Regions from separate parts of the Oryzias latipes genome. Here region 1 is linked to region 2. A link is a contact called in public Hi-C data. All regions are on one chromosome and are shown on one strand. Each heading gives the region's core, a stretch centred on a gene start, on an enhancer-like site or on the middle of the called end of the contact. The rest is flanking DNA. Distances are from core to core; before and after follow the strand shown. Region 1 overlaps sun1 (SUN domain-containing protein 1). Region 2 holds the start of LOC101156014 (MAPK regulated corepressor interacting protein 2-like).

Region 1 (5,314 bases), core at 2,223-4,722, 190 kb after region 2:
GACTTTTGCCATACTTATTTCTTTCAGCCTTTCTTAAGAACTTTTAAACTCGTCCCTGTCGAGTCATATAAGTTTAAACTGTCGACTTTTATACATCACTTTGATGTTTGGCCCTTGGATTTTTTTATTTTACAGTCTTTGGAGATGATTTTGCTCTTGTTCAGCTAATAATCAGTTCTGTTTTTTTTTTTTTTAGACGAGGGTCCTGTTTGAACTTGTCCCCATGGCAACGGAGAAAACCTTTAATGGCACTCTGTAGTACTTTGTGTTGGTGAATGAAGGATATCGCCCTGAAGGGAAATGCTGTCTGAGAGGCAAAATGAGATTATGCTGGAAGAATCTTAATATTGATGAGTCAACTTTTTCAAGTTTTTCTTCCTCTGTAGAACTGAGTAAATATGCTTTATCGCTTAAGGGCAAAATGTGCTAAGAATGTTGAAAGGAGACAAGAAGTAGCAAGAAAAGCACAGCTGAATGAGAGCATAGTACGGTAATGAGCCCCCCACTTTATTAATAACTGTACTTCAGCAAGACTAAAGCAGAAAACACTTCATTAAATACAGTGTTGTTGCACTAAAGTGCCTCAAGAGGACCTCTAAAACTACACCTTCTGTTCTGTTCTTCTGTTCTTCAGAAATGACTTGCATTTGAAAAATTTGAACCGGCTTGTTGTCACAGTAAATTTGATAAAAGCTCCAATCTATGCAGCGATGAAAAGGTAACCAAATTGGTGTGATTTTAAATTTGAGAAATATTTGCAACATTATAAGGCTTATTCATCATTCATTTCTGCGCTTAAAGCCCAAACCTCCTCCTTCTGTTTCTAGGAGATCTAGGATGATTAATAGGTGACAATAGATCCAGACAGAGCTTGCAGCTCCTCTGTTTTCTGACGCATGACACACCTTCAAAAAGTTACAACATCTGCACTTTCCTGAAAGCTCCAAAATATTGGGCAAAGAAGAAATGTTAAAACTGTCTCACACTTACCATAACCTTTTGGTTATTAAATTGTGAAAATATTTACAATCAGTGACTTGGAAAACGTTTGGCCTTAAAACACCCGTCCTCTGCTGTGTGAATTTAAGGTTAAATACGCTGACAAAATGTAGAGCAGAGCTTTTGCAACCACATTCTAAATTTTAATGCTGAGATTTACAACCCACATGTTTCCCATAACCTCCGTTTAAAATGTGTTTGTGCTCGCCTCCATGAATAGTAGTCAGAATGTGGAGAAAGTGAGTTCCTAATTAAACTCACTGCTGTAGACTGAAAGCTTACAGCTTATTTTAAACTAAGATAAATACAAACATGTTTTTCTACTTAAAAATACATTTCTTGCACTGCCTTAATAAAATAAAGATTTTTTTTAAATTGTGATATTTTGAATGTTTTCTTATTGCTTCAACGGTTTTGGATTCAAATGATATTGCAGCCAGAATTCAAGCTTTCATTCATTCTGAAAATAGTTGGTTGATGAACTGATGAGGCTTTAAAAAAAATCATTTGTAAGATACAAGACATGGCAGATTCATTTTAGATTTGTCATGGCTGCTGGCTACACCGACAAACTGTCTTGTTCTATTTCCTAAATTCCCGCCCTTCCCTGTGTGTACACAGGAGATTTGGCTCAGGATCTAACTTAAAAGCTTGGAAAGATTTTTTATTTGCTTTTTGCTGTAGGCCAGATTTACTGGATTAACTGCTTATGCCGCTCATTTGGCAATAACACGTTTGCAAATAAGTTTGAAAAGTCTTTTTCTGTTTTGAATTTGTCTTTACATTCTTTTTTTTAAAGTTATTTAATTTCAAGATTTTGCTTTTTAATCACAATACAAACCTGTGAAACATTCACAGAAGAGCATTCGATTTCCAAATGATGAGCTGTTTACCCCTTTAATCTGAAGTTCATTTATCCCTTTAGTTTTAGTTTTTCAACGCAAAGGAAAGTCATAGAATAATATTTAACCTTCGAAGACTAAAGTGTTACCAATATGATACAGAATTATTACAAAGCTACAAAACAAAACCTGAACAGACACAATCTGTCCACCTTTTATTTTTGAAGTTGGCAAAACTAAAAGAAAATTAATGTTTTTTGTCCTTACAGTATCAATATTTTATTATTTATATTCATAACCTAATATTTTTAAGATGACCAGTCCTATAAAATTAAGTTTTAAAGAACTGGAAAAAATGATCAAATTTAATGGGATGACTTCTGCTAAATATAAAAATGATGCAAACTGACTGATCTGTTTGAACTTCTTTGGTCCTGACTACTCCACAAAAGCTTTGCATAGCGTTTTCCTCTTTCATGGCTTCCTATTGCTCTTTTTTTGTCATTTTGTTCTAAAACCTAAATATTTTTGCCTTTGCTGGAAGCTGGATCTACTTTTGCTGTTTCTACTAAGCTTTTTGATGCTGATGAGCATTTCTTCCAGTCAAATAATCAGGGCTTGGCAAGTCTGAAAGAGGGATTATAATGATCAGAATCTGCGTGCTTCTTCCTGCAGCACAGAATCCCTGTGCACCAGGGGTACTTTGAGTCTGCCCTGTAGTTCCTCTAGATCCTGTATTCTGTTACTGTGCAATCTTATGTTAATAAACTAGGATTGTGTTGAAGTCAGCACTCGTGAGCCCACGACGGTTAATTAAGCTCAAATTTATAGAGCATGCTCAGTACAGACTGTCTGCGTGCCCACAGTGTTCAAAATCATAAAGAGAAAAAAAACACAAGTTACCCAGGATTGACTCGTAACATTGTAAAAACATTCAATTTATCGAATTTAAGAATTTAAATATTTGACTGGGAAAAAAAAACAAACTACAAATACAGTTTTTGGTTATCCTTTTTTCAAACTGCATCAAATGAATCTAGTGTTTTTTAGCTGGTTGCCAAGAGTTTATGAAAGTTTGTTTCGAAATAGTTTTTTTCTTTATTAAGGTCAATTAAAAGTGCCTTTGATTAGACTTTCTATGTTTCCCAAAAAGATCAACTTTAGAGCACAACAAGAATGGAGTCACCATGTGCATTGTGTAGAAGAGCCAGTTGGCTGAGCAGACAGTAGACTTGCTGGGAAACAAAAGCACATAATTGGCTCTCACTGGGAGGGTGTAATCCATTGGAACCACAGGGAGGGTGAGGGAGAAACCTGCACAATGCAAATACGTGCACATTCGCACACATTGCAATGTGGTCCTGAGACTTTGGCCCCACTATTCAGAGTCACCAACTTGGAACTGCGTGACTGGGCCATAAATCTGACAGCTCTTGCATAAAAAGAAAAAGTAAAATTACAGAAAGAGGTTTGTTTTGGTCTCACCAGGTTCATTTCACCGTTTACTTTTCACTTTTCTGAACATGCCGGAATGAAGAAAATTCATACTTTAGCGTTTAACAGTGTCTGCTTTCAGCGTTGACTCAGTCTGGTGGGTGTGCCCCATTGAGTGAGTCATGGTGTGTTTCCACTTACTGTTGGCTCAACATTTTTTTTCCATTCAATCCCCTAACATGCAGATGTTTACTTTCCTATCTGTCCAGTTTACTTTAGGGGAAGCTCTGAGCCTTTTGTCAAACTCTTTGAGATATTCGTTTCCGGTCACAAACTTCTGCTGCAAAGAACAATCGTTTAACGGCTTAATGGAAAAAAAGGAGTTTTTATCTGAGGGTGGGAAGCATTTCTGTGATTCCCCCCCTCCCCTTTTGTTGTTTAAGAATAAAGTTGTAATATCTTTAAATTAATCCTAGGACATCTTAACGTGATCCAAAGAACATCAACAAGGAAAAAAAATCATTTGTTTAAAGTCACCAAGTTAAATATAGAAACTACAGGAAGTGCAGGTCTAGAACAAACATAGCACCAGCTGGAGCAAATATAGGAAGTGGATTTCTGTTTCTCTTTTTAATTTTTAAAATCTTGACTTTTATCTAACTTTTCTGCTTGTGCTTCTTCTTCCTCCTCTTCCTCCTCTTTTTTTGTGTCAGTTCCAGCTACTCCACTGCAGCATTAGAGTTTGAAAAGGAGCACCAGATTGCTCCTGTGTACGAGTCGCCCAGAATGTCACGGCGGAGCCTGCGCCTGCAGAGCGGCGCCACTCACTATGGCAACGAGGGCCTGGCTGATCACTGCCATAACCAGAACAGCAGCTACAACAGCACCAGCAAAGAGATGCGGTACGTCTATGATTAAATACTCGACAATTGTAGCTCAGCCTATCTAAGTAAATCTTTGTGTTGATGACTAATTACTCTACTAGCTGCTTGGGACAAAATATAACATCTGCATACATCTGCATATAGGAGGGCTAATGCTTATACTCACTTCCTATCTTTGCGTTTTCAGGACGCTTCGGAGCCGAAAGCAGCAGCAACAATCTTTGTCCAGCTCGATGTCTTTATCTTTGAGCCAAGTGGCCACACCCCGGCAAACCCTATCCTTCTCAGCTGTCAGCACCCCGATTGATGGAAGCAGCAGCAGAGTTCAGGAGAGCAGCACAGAGTTTGAAGCATCTCAGCTCACATCTGTTTATAGCAGATCTCACACGAGGAAACAGACTGTCTCCACTATCAGCACCACCACTACAGTGGATTTATGCAGGGGTCAGTGAAGAAGGACACATTACTCACAAAAGACCTGCCTTTCTTTTCAAGCATTGTCATCTTTTTGAAAAATTCACAAGATTATTTAATAGATCATTTGATGAGTTTCATTTATTTCTTGAGCCTTTCTCATGAATAATATTCATCTATTTGAATCATTTTTAGTTAACTGAGTTTTGAAACTCAACCTGCCATATTTGTCACAAATCCTGGCTATAAACAACTCTCTAACTACCAAGAGTTATAATTTGTAGTCTACTAATTATAAGCTGTAAGTAAAATCATAAATAGTACAAAGAAATGTTTTAATACTGAGCCTAATGGGGTTCTTACCATATCAACAGCTCTAAAGTTGTCTAAGTTACATTGTTTTTTACCATTTTAGTTGAAAAAACTACTTTCAGTTTTCACAAGTGTGCATTGCATGTATATATTTTTTTATTAATTCATTTAATAATACGTTTTAATAGTTTTAGCTAAACAATAAGCTGAACTCAAAGCTTCTGCTTTATTTTTACTTTGCCAAAATATACTTTTCCAGAGCAAAGATAGAATTTGCATTAGAGCAACCGCATTGTAATAAACTACTTTTGTTGTCGCGTCTTTCTTCTGTAGGTCAGAGCTCAGCTCAAAAATCAAACGTCAACGGCAAAGCCAGCGCGTCGAAATCCCACATGGCACTCAGCAACGGATACATCTGCAACAACTGCT
Region 2 (5,649 bases), core at 1,444-3,943:
TCTGAATTATGGGTGGGATCATTAGCGTGGAGTAAAGTCTGCCCCATTTCCCATCATCCCTTTGTTAACACGCTCTTCTGCTAGGTCACAGCCCCTCACAACCCCAACCTAACATTAACGGTGTAACAAAAATGTCATTCTTGCTCATTCACTTTAGCACAAGTATGGGTATTGTTTATCCACCCCTCTCCAAGAACATTGGTTATGCATATCTTGTATGTACCCAACTACGTGCACAAAGTGAATGAGTCTGTATGTGTGAACATACTTCAAACCTGTAAATAGTTGTGTGCACACTATTTGTTGGTGTGTGTAGGTTTGTGTGTGTAAGAACCAAGTCATGCTATTTACTTATGACACTTATGTTATTATCTCCCCCATCTTAACCCCTTATCCCCCCCATCTCTAACATCCCACTCTCTCTCTCCTTCTGTCTTCTTTTTTTCCATCCGGTCCAACAAGGAATACATGTAAATATAAACATTATAAATAAAGCTTAGCCTCAAATACAAAAAGGGTTTATACAAATATACCCTTAGTTTGTCAGAAGATCCATAAACTCCTATTGTAGCAGTAAAATCTGTCCAACAAAAGAGGCCTCCGGCTCTGATCTGCTTGCTCAGCTGATGGAAAAAATAAAAAAATAATTGGAGCTTTCCATCTGTACAGTTTTGAGTCAGATGCCAGACGTACATGGATCTATTTTTCTACAAGCGGATGCATCAGAATGGAGTAAAGCAGAGAGCTTGTGGCTTGCCGTTGTCACAACTTCAAGCTTTTTTAAACAGCATTTCTTCATCCTGCTCTTTATTTACAACTATCTGAAGAAAGAAATACTCAGAAATGCTATCTTGATCTTCATTTTCTTTATACATGTCATTCACCATGAGAAAAATCCCTCACGAACATGTTAAAAACACAATTTTCATTGGAGTGGGTCTTAAAAAACAAAACAAAAAAAAGCATCACACCCACCATAGCCGACCAGTGATGTCCACAGAGGCAGCTGCACACGCTGCAAATGTTTGTATCTCAAATAAACACACAGCGTGCAGATTAAATGCCTGCAGGTACGTTGGATTTTCAGCCACCTGTGAGGGTTCCTGGCAAAAAGTAAATCCCCCTGAGGGGTGGGGGGGGTAGGTTTCTCCTTTGTGCCCTTGTGTGTTCAACTGCAAGGTTAGCAAAGTTGTTTATGAGCTGCTGGGGCTGAGCTTCAATGCCAGCGGCTAAGAGGACACAGGAAGTAAGACGGGGCCGGCCCAAGTGAGTTCTTTTTTTTTTTTTTTTTTGGTGGTGGGGGGGGGGGGGGGTACAAAGAGATTCAGTGAATGTTCAAAGGAGCCCCCACACTTTAAAACTGGGTCACTGTGTGATTCCAAACTAAAGGCTTCATCTTCTAGTTTGAACAATGATTCTTTCCTCCCCAATGAGAGGCCGAGGTGTTGATATCAGAGCCCGGGTGGCTGTTTCTGTCAGCACGTGTCGCTGGATGTGTGTGTGTGTGTGTGTGAGGGGGGGGGGGGGGTGTTCCCTGGTTGTGGCTATCAATGTTGGAGCAGCTGTGCGGGCGAGGCTGGTTTGGAGACTTTAAAAACGCCGATAGTAAAACTTCGGCACTTACAAAATGACAAAAGGAAGGACAGGTGCCTGGGTGCAGAGACAAATGTTTCTGGTCCTTACCGGAAGATATGAACGTGACATTCTCCTCATGGAGGGGGGAGAAACTTTCCTGTCGACTGTCTGCTGGGAGAGCCGGTGCAGGATGATGGTACTTCTTCCCATTCTGGCTTTTGAAAACTATCCTGGGTGCAGGGAGGCTGGTGGATGCAAAGAAGGTTTTTTTTTTTTTTTTAAAATAAAAAACAACAACTTTGTTTTAGAGCAGAAAGTGTCCTAAAAAGATTTGAGCCGGCCTTTGATCAGGTGTTGAAAGCAAGGTTGGCCTAGCAGGAGTTGCAGCAGCTGCATGACCGACCATGTGCCAACAAGGTCACATACAAACACACTCAGGGCCAGGCTGGCTGTTTCAAAATCACTAAAGCGATCCCACTCACTCAGAGGCAGCGACGCATCTTTAATTTGCAGCAAGTAAACATCTCTCAGAAACCGTCAGGAGGGCGCAGACTTACTCAGGCATGTTCCAGGACGTCTGTTTATGTTTGAAGTCACTTGTTTTGCTGTCCGGCTGCTGAGTAGGCCCTGCAGAGACAGCCCTTTAAAGCCCCATGTGCTTAAAGGAGTGCGTAAAGACGCCGGAGACTCACCTGTCCGTCGCTGAGTGGCCAGCTTACTAGGACCCCTGGTGATTGTGTACATCATTTACTTGCACACGTGTATAAGTTGGCACTTACGAAATTAAGACGCTTCAGGGGGAAACATTCCTAAACAATAAAAAAGATCAAACTGTCCGTGCTGAGAAACTTAGTGCGCAGAGTTGACCTGAGAGACAAATCTGTTAGGAAACCCTCAGGGAGCGAGCGCCGCGCACTTCTCATCCAGCTGCTTTTACGCATCCCAGTCTGCGTCCTTAATCTGTCCCCCACGTATTCCTTCACCTGCTGTCCAGATGTCCCCTAGGCTCAGAACATGCAGTGGCTCCAGCGCGTAGGTGTCCTGCTCAATGTCCCAATGTCACATAACCTGAAACGGCAGCGGGCGCTCGCCGAACACCGACGGAACGCGTCACTCTACGTCCTCACACGCCTCCCCGTGCGCCTTAAAGAGACAGCGTGCCGCCAATGACACAACATGTTGCGCCTTTAACGCAAGAAAATGACATAATTTGTTTAATAAGTTCTTTTGATGAGGGGTGGGAGGCTTAAAGCACTTTCTTGGTTTGGAAAAAAACATCAACAAAGCTTTAAATGCAAATTATCTATTTTTGTGCGAACAGACACAACTGCAGACTATGAGGATTATTAAATGACTCAAACCTGGCAGTGTTTGAAAGGTGGAGGTGGCACCCATAACATGACTGATGTATGGGTGCGTCCTGAGGTTTAACATGAAAAACCTGACAGTTTGAACATAGACCTATTCTGATTTAAAACCTATGCCAGTGAACCCGTTTTTAACCCTTGTGCTATCCTAGGCACTTTAACATTGGGAGTTGGGTCATCTAGACCCACAGTGCGCTGAACCTTTTTTCTTCAATGATTTGTGATCTTCACTGGTGTCCATGGATTACATGAAATCTTTCCACCTTTATCCACCTTTGTCATGGTAGGGAGAACACGTCAATATAAGGGTGGGGCCATCTAACTTGAATGTAAACATGTACCCTAGGTAAACCAGTGGTCTGTTGCCACAATACACACAGTTTATTTAAAATAATCAAATGACATGTTATTATGGTTCCAACTCCAATAAAACTCTTCACAGTGTCAGGGTTCTGACTTTTTCCTTAATAAAGAGAAGAACCACACAGGGGATGAGAACCTTTGCTAGACTTCTGCAGGAGAATCGGTCTTTGACAGCAGGAACTGTCACAGAGGAGTTCTGCCTTCTCAGTGTATCCAGTCTGGTTTTATTGGTGGCCAGCGTTGATAACATAAAAGTGGGTCATTCAATCAAGCAGTACAGGAACATCATATTCTTGTATAATCAGAACTTTTCAGGTCAATGTTTTCTTACTGAAAGATAGGAACATATGGTGATAATAGCGTGTAAGCAAATGAAAAAATTACTTAACTCTAACACACAGGTTCATTAACAGAGGATAAACACAATTTGAGTTTTGAGCAGCATTCTACCATCTAAAAAACATTGCCAAAATCAAAAACATAGTGTCAAAGCCAGACCTGGAGATACCTATTCCTGGATTTGCCTCCAGTAGGTTAGATTACTGTCACAGCCTGCTCACTGGCCTCCCCAGACGAGCTGTAAAACAGCTTCAGTACATCCAGAACGCTGCTGCTCGTGACCTGACTAGAACCAGGAGGTACCATCACATCAGTCCTGTGCTCAGGTCTTTGCACTGGCCTACTGAAGCTCACAGAATAGACTTTAAAGCAGCTCTGCTTGTTTACAAGTCTTTCCATGGCCTTGCACCAAAGTACATCTCTGACATGTTAGCGCCATATGAGCCATCTCGGACTCTGAGGACCTCAGGGACCGGCCTCCTGCAGGTGCCCAGAGTCAGGACTAAACAAGGGGAATCAGCGTTTCAATCAAATGCAGCTAAAAGCTGGAACAGTCTCCCTGAGGTTGTGAGAAAGGCCTCTACTCTGCCAAGGTTCAAATCTAGACTCAAAACATTCCCGTTTAGCCGTGTATATAACTGAAGGGTCCTTATCGACACCTCTTTTCATTTTCTTTTCGTTCCTTTCTTTTAAAGCAAATTTTATAATTATCATTCCCGTTTTTAATCTTTAAACTGTTATGTAATGGGATTTTAATGCATTTTCCTGTTTTGTGAAGCACTTTGAATTACTTTGTGTATGAATTGTGCTAAACAAATAAACGGGCCTTGCCTTGAGCTCGTTTACTGTGAATGTGAATTTAATCTGACCAGGATGAAGAAAATACAGGATTGGTGACAGCTCCCTTTCAATTTTCACCTAAATCTCCTTAAATATCAGAAAAAACACACATTGTTATGCATTTTGGGTAGCAGCAATTACCGTAACAACAGCCAAAAAACAAAGAAGGAAAAAATTGGAAAACGGGAGCCACATTTGACCCATTGGTTCTCCAGCATTAAAGGTTGGAGATATTACAGATCTTGCAAGACAAACCTTGTGTTAAGGACGGGTTTGGTGCATCCAGAGCGCAAATATGGGTTTTGCTCTTTTTTCTTTATGAAAAGGTTGGCTATAGGGCTACTGGTTCAAAATTGGTATGAATGTGAGTGTGCATGGGTGCACAATTGTTGTCCTGCGACAGACTGGAGACCTGACCAGGATGTACCCTGCCTTCACCCACAAGTGGCCGGAATAGGCTCCAATGAATGAATGAATGAATGAATGGGACTTCCAGCAAAAATGTTTTAGAAAACACAGAAGTCACAATCCAAAAAACCTTTTTATTAAAATCAAACATTGGAACCAGTTTAACAACAGAATGAGAGTAGAAAGTTGCATGAATGTTTAGGAAAATGGTTCTAAAATTCCTCCATGAGGGTTTGGCTGTGAATCTCCATCCTCTGTGTGTCTCGTCTCTGGTGTTACTCTGAACCAGGTGCTGTGGTCTCTGCAGAAAGTGAGCTGATGTGTTGAAGCAGCTGCTCGCAGTACACAGGACTGCGGTGTTTGTCCTTCACAGCCTCAGCCTCCCTCTTCAGAAGCACAGGATGGACCACACTGGCCTTTTTTAGGATTTCTGAGCACACAATAAGGAAAAAGAAGACAGAGCACAAAGAGATGTTACGAACATTCCAAAAACAATAGAGAAGAGGGAAATAATAAATGTGGGTCAAAAATACATATTTTTCATTAAAAATTAATGTAAAAAGTTTCCAATTACCAACTGTAGATGTGAGTGAGGAATCCAGCAGATGGCGCTCAAACACCCTTTAAAGTCTATTGTCATTCACTTTTCTTCATGGGGAACAGTAAGACACAGCTCATCTGCTTCCTTCCCTCATCATGTACTGATTTTCAGGCGAATATTAAATTCCTAACATTTGGAACTGCCGTCACCGTGGAG

The links. A called contact is a pair of places that touch in the nucleus more often than the background predicts.
Region 1: a contact with region 2 is called in a Hi-C map of gastrula embryo, with 2.4 times the contacts expected there. The contact joins the enhancer-like site here to the promoter of LOC101156014 in region 2. A contact is called at or near these places in 4 of 5 Hi-C or Micro-C datasets (embryo, fibroblasts and gastrula embryo).

What each region holds. Positions count from the first base shown.
Region 1 is chr8:11,521,054-11,526,367 of ASM223467v1, forward strand. It overlaps sun1 (SUN domain-containing protein 1), which reads left to right. Exons shown (of 22, transcript XM_023957561.1): 2 at 3,989-4,177; 3 at 4,347-4,603; 4 at 5,219-5,314. The coding sequence starts at 4,062. Among protein-coding and RNA genes, the nearest start is that of sun1, 9.3 kb to the left of the region's middle. Within about 2 kb of position 3,473, at least 4 of the 8 cell types and tissues checked have an H3K27ac peak or open chromatin away from gene starts, as enhancers often do. A contact at or near this core is called in embryo and gastrula embryo, where this site is marked.
Region 2 is chr8:11,328,462-11,334,110 of ASM223467v1, forward strand. LOC101156014 (MAPK regulated corepressor interacting protein 2-like) reads right to left here and starts at 2,694. Exons shown (of 6, transcript XM_023957556.1): 1 at 2,492-2,694; 2 at 2,268-2,384; 3 at 2,133-2,202; 4 at 1,684-1,820. The coding sequence starts at 2,322. It overlaps dnaaf5 (dynein assembly factor 5, axonemal), which reads right to left. Exons shown (of 13, transcript XM_011478184.2): 13 at 5,007-5,322. The coding sequence ends at 5,168.